Linked DNA regions of Zea mays: region 2 is linked to region 1. The links are chromatin contacts, called in public Hi-C maps. All regions are on one chromosome and are shown on one strand. Each heading gives the region's core, a stretch centred on a gene start, on an enhancer-like site or on the middle of the called end of the contact. The rest is flanking DNA. Distances are from core to core; before and after follow the strand shown.

Evidence for each region. A called contact is a pair of places that touch in the nucleus more often than the background predicts.
Region 2: a contact with region 1 is called in a Hi-C map of endosperm, with 2.2 times the contacts expected there. The contact joins the promoter of LOC100282771 here to the promoter of LOC100282825 in region 1. A contact is called at or near these places in 3 of 25 Hi-C or Micro-C datasets (bundle sheath, endosperm and tassel).

What each region holds. Positions count from the first base shown.
Region 1 is chr2:13,202,935-13,210,408 of Zm-B73-REFERENCE-NAM-5.0, forward strand. It overlaps LOC100282825 (seed specific protein Bn15D1B), which reads left to right and starts at 3,023. Exons shown (of 2, transcript NM_001155731.2): 1 at 3,023-3,201; 2 at 4,817-5,442. The coding sequence starts at 3,116. The coding sequence ends at 5,093.
Region 2 is chr2:13,817,011-13,824,484 of Zm-B73-REFERENCE-NAM-5.0, forward strand. LOC100282771 (nucleic acid binding protein) reads left to right here and starts at 3,188. Exons shown (of 5, transcript NM_001155677.1): 1 at 3,188-3,456; 2 at 4,752-4,864; 3 at 4,937-5,012; 4 at 5,464-5,547; 5 at 5,628-6,589. The coding sequence starts at 3,451. The coding sequence ends at 6,293. LOC100192954 reads left to right here and starts at 831. Exons shown (of 3, transcript NM_001349826.1): 1 at 831-1,514; 2 at 1,614-2,393; 3 at 2,482-2,743. The coding sequence starts at 870. The coding sequence ends at 2,592.

The DNA of each region.
Region 1 (7,474 bases), core at 1,773-4,272:
TGTATTATTAGGATGCTACAAGCAGTACATGGAAAGGGACGACGCACAGGCATCTGCAGTCCAGTGGTTCGTGCCGCATTCGTGCGTGTGTGGTGTGGTGACTGGTGACGACGTCGGCCGTGGGCCGTGGCACGGCGCTGCACGGTACGGCTTTATGATGCGGGGCGCTGCGCAAGTGGTTGCGAACGGGGCGCGCGGCGCGACACAAAAGTCCTAGCGAAGGAATCGCGTTGCGGAAATGTGCTCGTACGTTGGCCGTGCCAGCTCCGATCCGATCCATCATACTCCTCTTTACGACATTCGTCGTCCTCCGTTTTTCTCTCCAGAGTCCAGAACCTTATTCCGTGTGCTCTCTGATTTTTGGCTTCTGGTCGCGTATGGACCCGTGATTCTCGTTCGTACAGGGAGCCACGTAGCGACCGCTCCGAGTCGCCACTCGCCGCACTTGTCGCCGATGGAACCCGACGGACGGACGGGGCGCAAGCGCAACCCGTACAGACCGCATCTGGTACGGTTCCGCACTTGTTGCCGCCGAACAACATCCCAGGTTTATTGTTTCGAACACGCACTCCCACTGAAGAAACCAACCGGGTTACGGATACGGTGGCGGTCGCTACACGACGAGACGAGGGACGGCTACAGCTGCCTGGATAGTGCATAGTACTATACTATGGACGTACGCGCGTCAGCGCGTGTGGTGTGCCTGCGCTTCGTACGTCACTTGTTCCGGCACGGTGCTTATCTTCCTGAGGATAGCATTTCTCGTGGGGAGCACGGGGTCGGGGAAACGTCTGCTGCTCCTCCTGCAGATATGAGTGACGACGTCGCCGACGGCCTGCAGCTGTGCCTGTTTGTGGGCAGCATGCCGGGCCCAACGCTTTGCCGTTCTTTTCGTCCCGGGCGGCATCACTTTCGGCGAGAATACAGTAACCTTTCAAAGATTCAAGGCCGGCTCTAGGGAGTCAACAGAAACGAAAGGGGAGGAAAGATAGGGTTGCTTTGCTTGGACACGGCAGCCAGTCCCTGAGCTTCAAACACGACTAATAATAATACAGTACTCTTTCCGTTTCTTTTTATTAGTCGCTGGATAGTACAAAATTGCACTATCCAGCGACTAATAAAAAGAAACGGAGGGAGTAATAATCAGGGAGGCACCTCACCTATTACTAGTCTATTGCTGCGGTGTCAATCTCATCCAGGGGTGGGGGTGCCCGTCCGAAACGCACCCCGGGGACGTCACGTGTGGTGTCTGGTGTGGACCGACGCCGAACGCGCCAGGCGCGGGAGACCGGGAGACGGTTGGTCGGCGCGAACCCAGCATCTGGAACGGCATATTCTGATGCCCTGCAAGACTACTCGGTACGATACAGTAGGGGCTGCGGTGCTGCACCCGGACCCAGATGAGCACAGGCACCGATTATTTTTTCTTTATTTCACTAAAGTTTTATATTTAGACTTTTGATAGAACCAAGACTGTTTTTTTTGTCTTACAGTATGATAATGTATATGACTTCGAGTTATCGGCGTCTAAGTCACCACAAAAATAATATAGCAGCATTCGACGACGCGATAGATCCTAATGTCAAGGTTTGACATCATGGACGCTGCATCTTATTTCGAATTATTGGCGTCTACGTCACCATAAAAGTAATATGGCAGCATTTGGCGCCATAGATTCTCGTACTTCTTTTTATATTATCTGTTAGAATATGTATTTAGTATTATTAGATAGATATTTAAACCTATTCTTATAATAAACTTATAAAAGTATGCAGCAACAACTTACCTTCTAAAATGATAATTTGAGATATAAAAAATAGGTAGGATATCTAACGGATATGTTCTAGAAACTTGCCACGCCGGTACAATACCCATCCATCCGCACGCCCCACGCAGGACTAGAGTTTCTGTTGCGATGGAAGATTTCAAACGAGCCTTCAATCAGTGAGGAGGGATCAAGTTTGATATGAAAGAGGGAAACATAAGAGGAATGAAACCAGAGGAGATCGTGGTTTTCTGCGAACAAAAACCCCATGATAAACGAATTAGAGTTTCTTTAGGCTATCTTCAGCAGTCCGTGTAAACGGCCGTCTAAAGTATTGTTTTGAATCATATATTATACTGTTTGCAGAATGAACTTTAAAATATGGTGTGAGATATGAAGTGAAATAAGAAGTCTGCCGAAGATAGTGAAATAAGAAGTCTGCCGAAGATAGTCTTGGATACCCATGTCTATCTATGACTAACAAAAGTATGTTGCAAGCACGTACGTCTTAGCAGCCGGTAAGGTCGTCTAGAAAACCGCTTTTGTTTATCATTGGCGACCGACATTTCCCCCTCTCGCAGATGAAACTAATGCAGGCTCCTCAGTCCAACCGTCCACCGTCCCGTCCGCAGTCCCCTGTCACGAATTGAATAATGTGATTCCTTACAGTAATTAAACCCATTACGGCGAAACAAACAGTGCCGCATCACGCGGGCTACGTGTGCTATTGTAGCCCGCACGGTCAGGTACAAACCGAGTTATCTGCAGTTTTGTACACGCACACTTGCCATGAGAGAAATGACACATGGATAGCACCATTCTCAAGGGGTAAGAGCCGCGCGCAATGATAGTAGTACTCGTAGTAGGAGCCAGCCAGCCACACATGACATGATCAGATCAGACGGCCCAGCGTTGATGGAGGTTCCAAGGTGACGTCGCTATCCGGACGGCGATGCTGCTGGCCGTTGGCAGGTAGTTGGACGCACAGCTGGACGTTCCGATCAGGAGCGGGAAGGTTGCCGTCACCGTCAGTGCTGCTGCTCCCCAATAGCCGCCGTAGCTGCTCCGTTGCCCTTTTGTTTACGCAGTAGCCAACAGCAACAGCAGGCGCCGTACCTGTACGACGGTGCGCCGGCATGGCACCGGCTCGCTCGGACGGTGGTGGCCTGCACGGTGCACGCTGGTGGTGGTCCCGGGGGGCCCCGGGCGCTATAAAACGAGGCAGCCGGTAGGAGTCCACGGAATCGAAAACCCACCGCACCCTTTCATCAGCCTGCCTGTCCACTGTTGGCTTGGTGACTTCCTCCGCTCCGCTCCGCTCCCCTCCGCTCCCGAACGGTCGATCTTTGCATGGCAGCAGCAGCTGGCTCCAAGGGGCGGGCGATCGCTGGAAGCTTCGTCAGCCGCGTCCTCGCCGGCAAGGCCGCCTCGCCGAGGTACTCAGACGGGCCACACTCACCCCACACGCGCGGGTTTCGGTTTGCCCTGTGATTCTGCTTTTTTTTTTACTATTTTTGAGCGTGCTTGTTCTTGATCAGTTCGTCGAAGATCTCGCCGTAGTTTTAGGCTTGTAGCAGAGCGATCTGTCTGTTCTTTTTACGGCCGTTCTTAGCTTTGCTCTGGGAGTCTGGGTCCGGTGATCCGGTCCCTCGGATCGATAGTGCTTATTTCGCCCCCCTCCGACTTGGGACTTGTTGGGAGGATCTTAGCTTCGTGGATAACTATAACTCTAGTTCTGCAGAGAGCCCTTGTTTCGTGTTGGTTCAGTGTGCTGCTGGTGCCAAGATTTTGGTCAGCAGAAATATCTAGAAGTTGGCGACAACAGAATGATTATCTTCTCACACGAGTATGTAGATATGGCAACCCTGAACATCTCCCAGCTTGTTTAATCCTCTGGCCGTCCGTCCGAGAACAATAGAACACATACTAGGAGTCTAGGACTAGGAGGGAGAGTATGTATCTTCAACTTGAATGCACACTACCATCTCCGTATAAGTGATAGAAGAACTCCATCCATCTCCGTAGAAGTGATAGAAGAACCCCAACCAAAGCCAGATCCATGTGCTTGTACTACACTAGTACCACGGAGTCCTTCTCTCCCTCCTCCGTAGATATTACTGTATTTGTTGTTCTACGGTTCTGCCCACTTCAGACTGTCAAATCTGCAAAACTGTCTGTCAGCCTCTGCCACTAGGAAAACTGGAAAAGCCAAACGCCACGCCACGCCACTAGCAGGCTGCAGGCGCACCCACACAAAGAAGATGAGGAGCAGTGGAGGCGCGCAGGACGTGCACATCAAGCCGCGCAGCAAACAGCAAGCGACCTCGCCTGATTGCCTTCCGTGTTCCATCGCATCGCTTTCCGAAAGGCGGATTGATGGGTGGGTCTGGTGCGCGGTAGTTGTCGCTCGGCTCCACCCTCACCCTCACCAGTGGGCAGTGCAGTGGCCAGTCACTCACTCCTACCCACCTGCCGATCTTGGCTGCCATGGCTCGCTTGCTTTGGTTCTCACTCAAAGGAAAGAAAGGAACCCTCTCCACGGTACGACCGGGACCAGAAGCATCCGCGTCTGCCGGGCCCCACCTACCGTCCTTTGGCATCCGGTCCGTACGATTCTGTTTCGATCCCATCGCGCCAGCTGCTGCGGGACGCCGGGCCGACGACCGATCGGGGCCGTCCGTCCGTCCGTGGGGTCTCGCAGTAGGTGACATGCCCATCGGACGGTGTTTGGTGTGGACGTGTGGTGGATGGTACATAGTACCGGGCGTGGTACGGTTTGCTGTGGTGAGTGAGTGAGTGGGATCATGGAGGGCCACCTGGCCTCGCCTCGCTCTTGTACGAAGTCATGCGCGCCCGCCCATGGCCCATTCGGCCCATGTGCGCGCGCAGCCCAGCCGTGCGTGGGAGTCCGATCGTGATGCGTTTGCTAGCTCTGATGCCATGGCGCCATTGTTTCAGCCTAGGTGTTGGGATTTTTCATCTTGTCATGAACGCGATGAACCTAGCGATCGTCACACGCTCTCTCTCTCTCTCTCTGGTTCCCGTGTGCAGGAGGGCCGTGCACGCCTCGGCGTACGACAAGAACCTGGAGGACCAGGTGCGCCCGGCGTTCGTGCCGGACGATGTGATCGGCAGCGCCGGGAGCCCCGACAAGTACTGGAGCCCCCACCCCAAGACCGGCGTCTTCGGCCCGGCGGCGGTGGACCCCAAGCTGGCCGCTGGTGGCGCGCCGGACGCCGGCGCGGATGCTGCAGGAGGCACGGTGCTGGACCAGAAGGTGTGGTTCCGCCCGCTCGAGGACGTCGAGAAGCCGCCCCCCGCCGCGTGAGCCGCGCGGCGCTGCTAGGCCAGCCCACACTGCTGCTCGCTCATAAAAAGGGCGGCGGGAGAGCCTGGCAGTGGCAGGCACTCTGCTCGTGCTCGGCCGGGCTGGGCTCCCTGCTTATATCACTGCAATATTATACTACTAGTAGTGGTGCTTGATAGCAGTGTGTGGCTGTGCTAATACCAGTATAATACTGGTTCTACTATAATACAGTCGTATCAGGCATGGCGTGCATCAGGACTGGTTGTGATAGTAGCAACGTGATGCTCGTGCCTGTAATAAGAACAAGCAGGCGATGTGTGCCTGTGATGTACCGGTGTCGTCAGTGTTATAAGTACTTGGGTCAATGGTTTCTGCATGTGTTTGTTACCTTGTTGCACTTGGCATCTAGAGCTCAAACTCTGGTCATTACAAGCCGAGCACACCACACCACCCAAATAGCCCTTGAAACCTCCTACACATGCATGGTAAACATCATACACAATCACCCTAAGAAAACCATTATCATTTAAAGAGCATATGTTCTATCTATCGATATTCATGCAGATCGTACGCCGTGACGGCAGATCTTCTGCGAGAACACTCGCTTCGCTAACACAACCTTTGATGTTCACGCAGACCATTTGCATGAACCTCGGACCGACCGAAGTATTCATTCTAGAGAGCCTGAGAGCACTGTCTCAAATTATTGCATAGTTTGGAAACTCAAAGGATTGAAACTACGTCAATTTCGAAGTGGATTTGAGTTTTCAAATTGACCCCAATCAACAAATTTTGCTCCCTACTATCTCCAGTTTCTAAGGAGATTTGAGTTTCCAAATTAGCCCATAAAGATCTTCACACACTGTCATGTGGGCTAGAGAGGGTACATCTGTTGCCAGGCAACACCAGAGCCAGGCAACAAGCTCAACAGTGAAACTTCTGAACTCCGAAACGTAATAAACTCCGTCCTCCTCGTCCTCGATCCGTCTCCTCAGCTTTCCCATAACCCTGATCAAGCTCTAGCCAATTTTGTTTGTTTCGGACACCTTCTTTCGTTGGCCGATCGAGCTGGAGATGCGTTATGCGTGTCGCATTCAGAATCAGGACCGTGTGGTTCAGTATAAAATAGAAATGTCATGTGTCAGATTGACTCCGAACCCCGTATGCTGCCAGTATGATCGATGGCTAACCATGCACGCTTGCCGCGTGACTGTGACTGAAGCGGACCGAACTCTGCAGGCAGGGGCGCATTACGAACGTACGCCCTGTGTGCCAGCCTGATCGAGCTCGCCGATTGGCCTACCCTTAGGAATTATTGTGTCTGACAGCGAGGTTTTCGCTGCCGCCCAAACGGAGAGGATTCATTCTACAATTCCTTGGTTTTCAAACTTGACATCATGGTTTACTACACATACGACGTGATAGTGATACGACACTTGCATGATGCATCATGTGCACACGTACTGGCAGCTCTTATCAATTGTATCATCGCTGTAGGAGCACGCTTGTTATTAGTTAGTTTACAGACGACGCACCTGTCGTGTCCTGATAGGGTGTCGTTATTATCATATCGTCTTTGCATATACAAACAGAAGCTGTACGTTGGGGCTGTTCTATCGTCGCATCGTCTTTCCATGAATATTTTTTTCTTTCTGATTCTTGGTTAGCTGTCTTTCATTTCGTGGGACAGGAACACGCTGATGCGCGTTCTGCTGGTACGCCTACGGTGTCGGCTTGCGACTGCGCGCGTGCGATATACAGCTGTGTGTCCCGGCCGATCAGAGATTTTTTTTAGATAATGGGATAGAGTGTTCCTGGTCTACATCACGAAGATGACGGCCTGTCACGCAAACACAAGACCAACAAATCCAACTCAAATAGCCACAAGCGGCGATACAAACCCCAAACGCAGTTGGGTGGACAGCGAAAAGTAAAAACAAAGCTCACAAAGCAATCCTATTACTAAACTGCCACCCATGAAAAGCGAAGATCTGCATCACCGTCGTCTCAAGCTTCCTGCAGGCCTCCCTGATGATCTTGGCGTCTTCCTCATGCCTTTGAAGTTGCGTCCAGAAACGACACCAGTAGGTTCCTCTGTAAAGTACCTGCATGTAAGTTTTGATCGGACTTTTATTAAAAACCACATCATTCCTACTTAGCCAAATTGCCCAGCATATGGCTATAGCCCCTACTAGAATCTTTAGTCTATCCTTGGGCGAGAATCCCCGGGCCCAAAGATTAAAAAGATCATAAACGCTATAAGGTGTCCTTAACCCAAAGGTAAGACTCACCGACCGCCACATGAATTTGGCAAAATGACACTCAAAGAACAGATGTTGTATGGATTCATTGCAATAACAGAAAACACAATATTTAGGACCGTTCCAATTACGCTTAGCCAA
Region 2 (7,474 bases), core at 1,938-4,437, 610 kb after region 1:
TTGCTTTTATCGGCCGCACAAGGCCGAATTATGGCCTTTTTGCTCGTTGGCAAAAATGTGGTGACAGGGACATATGGCCCATCAATTTTCACCTCTTTTTAAACCTCAATGGGTCTTCGTTTATAGCCAATTGTATTTGCCGACGGAAGACGACACAATCATTGGTGTTATGGGGAAAGGAGCCATGTCATTTGCATTATACGCGCCATTTGCAATATACACAATCTTAGTTGACTAAAAATTGCTAGTGAAATTAGCAAGTTAACAAATAGCTATCTAACTATTAGTTAATTTACTAAAAATAGGTAATAGCTAAAGTATTAGTTGTACTGTTTGGATGTCTCGACTAATTTTAGTAACTAACTATTAGTTTTATTGTATTCAAGCACCACTTGAGTAGTTAAGATAGCTGCCATAACAAGTGATTCACGGGCTCTTGCCCTGATGGGCTTGGAGGGCCGATTTATGGGCCTATGTTGGCTGAAAGCCTGTTATGGATAGTATCACGGACTAGTTTTTTTTTTTTTTGATAAAAAAGTATTGATTTAACAGTATGAATTGGCGTCGGTAGGAAATGCAGTTCACACGACTAGGAAGGATAAAATCGCAGCCCTAAACTGTAAATTCTCCTTGTGTAAACTGGAAAACGAGAAGTTTCTGAAGTAAATTAGCTTCAATGCCCGACTCTTCGTGCGAACTGGAAGAGGCTTTTGTCGTTTCGTTTTCTGAATTGTGACCTGTCAGATTCCAGGGCGATTCAGCGCATGCTGCACGCACCAGATATTTTAAGGGTCACACTTGCTTGTTTCATGTACTAGCACAAGAAGTAACCGTACCACTTCTTCAAGCCAAATCGCCAGCAATCCACCATGGCTAAACCAGAGGGGCCAACCATTGGCGTGAAGCTGTTCGTGGACAAAGAGAAGAAGAAGGTGCTCTTTGCTGAGTCCGACAAGGAGTTCGTCGACGTGCTCTTCAGCTTCCTCACCATGCCGCTCGGCACCATTGTCCGCCTGCTGGACAAGCAGTCTCAGATGGGGTGTCTCGACCAGCTGTACAAGAGCGTGGAGGACCTCAACTTGGAGTACTTCCAAACCAGTGCTTGCAAGGCGATGCTTCTGAAACCGCTCAACGCGGCTTCCGGCCACTGCCGTCGCCTCAAGATCAACGTCGATGGAAGCGTTCCAAGGGTGGTCTATGTCTGCAAGGACACGTCGTGCAGCGCACTCAGCGACAACGCGTTCAGTTCGTTCCCTGGCACGGTCTGCAAATGTGGAAAGGTCATGGAGTCCATTGGACAGTGCCCAAAATACGATGGTGACACTGAAACCGCCGCCGCCGCCGCTTGTTCAGAGGATGGAGTTTTTGTGAAAGGTTGCTTGAAATTTATCGTCACCCATGATCTCCAGGTTGCGCCAGCAACTACCTCTCTTATGATGTCTCTCTTCGAGAAATTTGGTGTGCTTGATCCAGCTGTCCTAGAGCAGCAGGTTCTGCAGTTCAGTTCAGAAAAGGTTCGTCTATCTGAACTCGTGTGTCTGGAACCCCCCCCCCCCCCTCCACTGTGCTGTAATTACAATGATCTTACCTATTTAATTGTCCATTTCATGCAGATAACATGCTTGCTGAAGAGATTGTTGACGTCCAAGCAACCTCTCACTGATCATTATTTCGAAGCTCCTGTTCCACAAGATGATGCAAGCCTAGAAGCGCTTGTTCAGAACTTACATCCTAAACAAGAAAGCGAGGACCAGGAAATGCCAGGTAACCTGAAGATCAGGGTCCTTCAGACGAAGGACGATTCCGCCCTGTTGTATGCTGAAGTTGGTGTTGATTTTGTGGACTCTCTCTTCAGCTTATTAAGCATTCCACTGGGATCCGCAATTAAGTTATATGGCCAGTGCTCGGCAAAAGGCTGCCTCGGTAATGTTTACAGGAGCATAGATGGTAGTGTCCAAGAATTCGTCAGAGAGGAGTGCCAGAGTCTTCTTCTGGACCCAAAGTTGCCACCCTTCTTTGGTTGCTGCGCTTCTAAGATCCTTCAGGTCGACGAATTAGCTCCAAGAGAACTGACGATCAAAGCCTGCTTTGTTTGCTTCAAGAGTCTAGGGTTTTCAGGTTGTAGCCTTTGTCACGGTTACTACAACAGTAACTATGTTTTTGTGAAGTGCGGAAATATGGTGAAGTCCATTAAACTTTGTGAGGCGAATCCAAAACAAAAAGGTGGATGCGAGAAAGGCGAAGTATATGTAAGCCGGAAGGCGAATTTCCTGGTTACTGATGACCTGCGTGTTCTTCCACTCTCATTAGCATCCACTGTTAAGATTGTTAGTGATTCCAAAATCCAGACCTCGAATCTTGTGGTCAAAGAAATCACATTAACAAAGTCCAAGGTATCTATATCTGCTACATAACTCACATTATTTGCATTGTGCTAGACTACCTATTCACTTGGTCTTGTGTAACTGAATCTTGGAACAGGTTATGGAGCTACAGAGGGCTGTCCTGCTGCTGAGTCGCAACATACTCAGCTCCGTGCTTCTGCATCCTAAGAAGAACAAGAAGCTGCACCATTACCATCGCATGTATTAGCCGTCGTTGTTGCTTTACTCTATGATTAGCCACAATGATAACTATGTACTATGTCTGTTTTTCTGCTGAATTTGTAAGTTATCATTTTGGCCACTGGTATTCGGTAACTACTATAACAGTTCGAGCATATAATAAATATAAACATTTGATTCGAGGGTTTGTAGGGTCACTCGGAAGCTGGCTCCTCTACTAAAAATTGAGACGTCCAATTTTTTTGTTGCAAATACGGCAAGGTCTTGGGCCACTTTGCAATTGGCCCTTGCCTTTATCTGTTTTGTATGATCTTTAGATGCTAAAAATTCTTTTTATGAGACTTTTATGTCTGTGTCACGATGACTCGGTTTTGTCTCTATCAAATAGTAAAATCTATTACTAGCACGGCGAAATGAAACTAAACAGTGATGCTTAACTAAGGACAGATTTTTAAAAACGAGACATTAAAGCCATAAAATGAAATTCCAAAGCCCACCTCTTCACTAATGGGTCGGATCTTCGTGGAGGAACGGCGGCGACCCGGACCCAGTCAGGTCACATCGGATTCGCGGCGACAAGTCAGGTCAGATCGCAAGAGGCAAGACCGCGAGAGCCCCCATCGACTTGGACCGGACCCCTAGAAAAAGCCGAAAAGAGGTGTGGCCAGATCGAGCGAGCCCCCGCACGTCGCCACTTCACCGCCCCCACCCAAAATCGTCTCGATGGAACCGCTGCGGCGCGTGCTGCGCCTCCGACTCGGACGGCCTCTCGCTATAAACCCCGCCCACTGAATACGGCCGTTCCATTTTTGACTCTATTCCCCGCTTCCCGATTCAAGTCAGCGGTTTTTAGGGTTCGAGATCTCGGCATCGTGTCGCGGAAGCCATGGCGGTGAGCATTCTTTGCTTTCCTATTGATTGCTCATCTCCTCGAGCTTGTGTGCCGTGCCATTACCGATCCGGGGCACCTGCTCGCCGTTTTTACTAATTCGTTCTCGGAGCCGGAGAGCTTGAGAGCTGGTTTTCGACTTGCGGATTATGCTCCAGTGATAGCCGCATCTCCCCAGCCTGTCATGGTAGCAAAGAAACATGGGGTAACTGTTGGTAGGAAGCGAAAGGGGAAACTGGGGCGTCTGTGGAACTGGGAAACTGACGCGCGGGATGCTCTTTGGTAATATTCAAATCTCGTTCACTTCAGTAGACACTGTACCTTTTCAAGTCTTGGAAATGAGGCGTTTGGGGTCATAAATATCTGTTGATGATTTGAAGTGCTTGGTCATAGGCATATCACTGTTTTAATGCTTGATTTGTAAAAATTGTAGTTTGCGATTAAAATGATATTGGGCCTATTATCTATTTTTCTACTTGGTTATGCTCAAAGATTTAGGGTATGCGTACTTTGACTTCTATTTCATTGTCTTTTTTTTTCTCAATTCACTTAAGAGGTATCAAGAAAGCAAGGGAAAAACAAACTCTGGCGAATATCATGCTTACCTCTGCATACATAAAATGGATTTAACTCTCTAAGCAAAGTTGCCACAAGTCTGTTTATTACCTTAGATATGCAATACAACATCTATTTATTTATTTAATTTGTGTGTGTGCGGGCCTGTGTGTGTGTGTACTGATATGTTGTTGTCTAGTAAGTGCAGTCGATGAAGTTTAATGAATGTGATAAAAAGGAATAATTAATTACACATATTTACTGAAATGCATTTCTTATGTTAGCAATGGAAATAAAGATCTATATTAGCACTCGAATCATAAGAGGGGATATGGTGGATAATGTGCAGGGTCTACATGACTATTTTTAGCCATTCAATATAGAGTCGTGGTCAATGCAACCCAAACTACCTTTTGGTTGTACCCTGTTTAAAATTATCTAAAAATACTGGGGCCTCAAATATACCTAATTACTCATGATATTTGTGGAAAAAAATGTTCTGGCTATCCCATGCGTCAATTCTAGCTAATTTTAATGAAATAATTTGCTATGTTGAAGCAGAGTTCTATGTCGGTGCTGTATATTATATGAAGTTTGTGCTAGTGTCTAACTGATTATTTCCATTTTATCTCCTTTCAAAGTATTCTAAGGAAATGCCTGCGGGGGTGTATTATTTGCCACGGGACTATAAATACACAATGCCGCTTATTAACTGTTCATTTTCTGCCATTTAACTTTTGTAGACAAGCATGCTTAGTACCGTGAAGGTGAGCAATGTATCACTGAAAGCAGCACAACGTGATATAAAGGAATTCTTTTCCTTTTCTGGTGACATTGTGCATGTTGAAATGCAGAGGTTAGTACCATATATGTGGTGCCTATTTTTCACCTTGTGCTATGACATGATTAACTATTTAGTGCTGTGCAGTTTCGATGAGCTTTCTCAAGTTGCCTACATTACTTTTAAAGACAAACAAGGAGCAGAGACGGCAATGCTTCTCACGGTATTTCTTTTTTATCTCATCTGGAAGTGTTGGAGGCTTCATAATTTTGTGTATTTTCATGGATTGAAGATTTGCTGGCTGTATTATCCTGAAAGTATGGTATGCATTTTTTTCATCTTAATTGGTTAATCATCTGATTTTTTTTTTTGAACGAAAGCATCATCTGAATTTATCAATGTGCCATTGTACTGCAATTTATTGCCATTATATTCTTAAGTCCCAACCGAAGACTGTATCCCTCTTTCGTTTGTTGTTTCATGTGATACCTTTGCCTGCTCATTGAATGTTGCCTTTTACATAGCCAAACGTTCCAATTAAGTTTTTCAACATTGTTTCTACCTAGATCTGTTTGCTGTAGCTTGAAAGCCAAGCCGTCTTTGATGTCAATGAGAACTTTGTTTGCAAATAGACATCAGGCAGATTCTAACATATGCTTTGATTGCTATCAAAGGGGGCCACCATAGTTGATATGGCTGTAATCGTCACACCAGCAAATGATTATGAGCTACCATCTTCTGTTTTAGCTGCTCTTGAGGTATGATTAGAGCCATACTATTTACAAACTGCAACATGGTAATTCTGTGTACAGCTTTGTAACATTGTTTTCGCCTGCAGCCCAAAGACACAAAACCTTCTGCCCTTCAAAAGGCCGAGGACATTGTTGGGACCATGCTGGCAAAGGGATTTATCCTCGGTAGGGATGCACTGGACAAAGCGAAAGCTTTGGATGAGAAGCATCAGCTGACGTCGACTGCCACAGCTAGAGTATCTTCCTTCGACAAGAGAATCGGTCTAAGTGAGAAGATCAGTGTTGGCACTTCAGTTGTAAACGATAAAGTGAAGGAAATGGATCAGAAATACCAAGTCTCTGAGAAGACAAAGTCAGCACTGGCAGCTGCTGAACATAGTGTCTCGACTGCTGGATCTGCTATCATGAAGAACAGGTATGTGCTAACCGGAGCTGCATGGGTAACTGGTGCTTTCAGCAAGGTCACCAGTGCAGCCAACGAGGCCGGTGCAAAGGCTAAGGAAAAAATAGCAGTCGAGCAGGAGCACAAGAATGCTGAGGGTGGACCTGCACAAGCGAACATCTCAGAGACCCATGAAGCGCACAGGGGTTTGGACGGCGGATTCTCAAGGCTACATGACTCTGAAACCCCTGAAGATATCCCCATCTCTACTGCGAGTGTCCCAGCTGTTACGGATGAGGAGCCCAGCAAGGCTTCTCCACCAGCTGGTGTTCCTGAAAAGCCAGAAGCTGCGCACGAATTGGTACTATAATTGATGCGGTTTTGCTTCATACATGCATGTAAATAGACATGAAATGGGATAGCCCTGGAACTCATTCTGTGGTCTTGTGGTTGGCATCTTCAGATTGAAAACCTCTTTGAAGGTTGAAAGTTATTGGGATCTAAAGGAGTTTGCAATTTGTACCTGGTCTTTTTGATCAATTAGTAATCAGTATTACCCGGCAGTGGGGAAATGAACTTTAATGCTTGTGTAATTGTACTGTTGTTGGTCATCTATTGTTTCCTGGTATAGTAACTGCTTCTGTTTAAGAAATTATTCTGGCTGTTAACGAGGGAGCTCTAGTACCCAGGGAGAGGAAATGGAATTGTACTCCATTTACCCAGCTCGTTACGGAACTGTACTGCCGGAATGCACATGTTCATTTTTCCGAGATCTGTTGTGGGAGCTTGCCGAGTCCGATAACATTAGCACACCTGCCCAGCTCGTTATTGTTTTCGTTCTGCGTCTCTTGACCTTCAGGCAAAAAGGTTGGATTCTGCAACAGCTTGTGGTCGTGTTGTGTATACCTAGCGCCTGCGCCGAGGATAGTGCCTGGAAATCGTAGCCACACAAAGCATCGAAGATATACATTTAGGCTATCTTCTCCAGCAGTTTACTCATATCCATATTCAAACTCTAGTATGTGAACAGTATAGTCTACAGTACGGCACGAGAATTCGGCGGTACGAGGTGCTGGCGCCTTCTTGGGCTTCGCCTCGACGACGACGACGTCGCCGCCGCCGATCGAGGGTGCCTTCCTCCGGCAGGAGCTTGGGCATCGAAGAGATGCTCAGCTGCTAGCGATATTTTTATTCATGCTTTCCCCGTCGTCACGCATGCCTCACTTTGCTTTATTTCTGCCGCTGTTAACATCGCTTTGCTTCAGCTAACAACAGGCCTAAGCTTGCTTTTGAATACACGGGACATACAGGATGTTCTGAATACACACGGAGGTGTTTATCTAAAGCCTCCCTAGCTATTAGGGGCCTTTTCATTTTCTGAAGGAAACCCAAAAAAGTGCTAACCACCGACTTGTACTAACCCAATTGCACGCGTCCGAGTACCGGCGATGACTGTTGTTGAGCAGTGGCTAGGCCTGCAAATGGGGTGGGTGTAAATGGGTATTTTAGGTGGGTTTAAGAAATGGTTTTGTTTTGGTGGGTTATGATGGG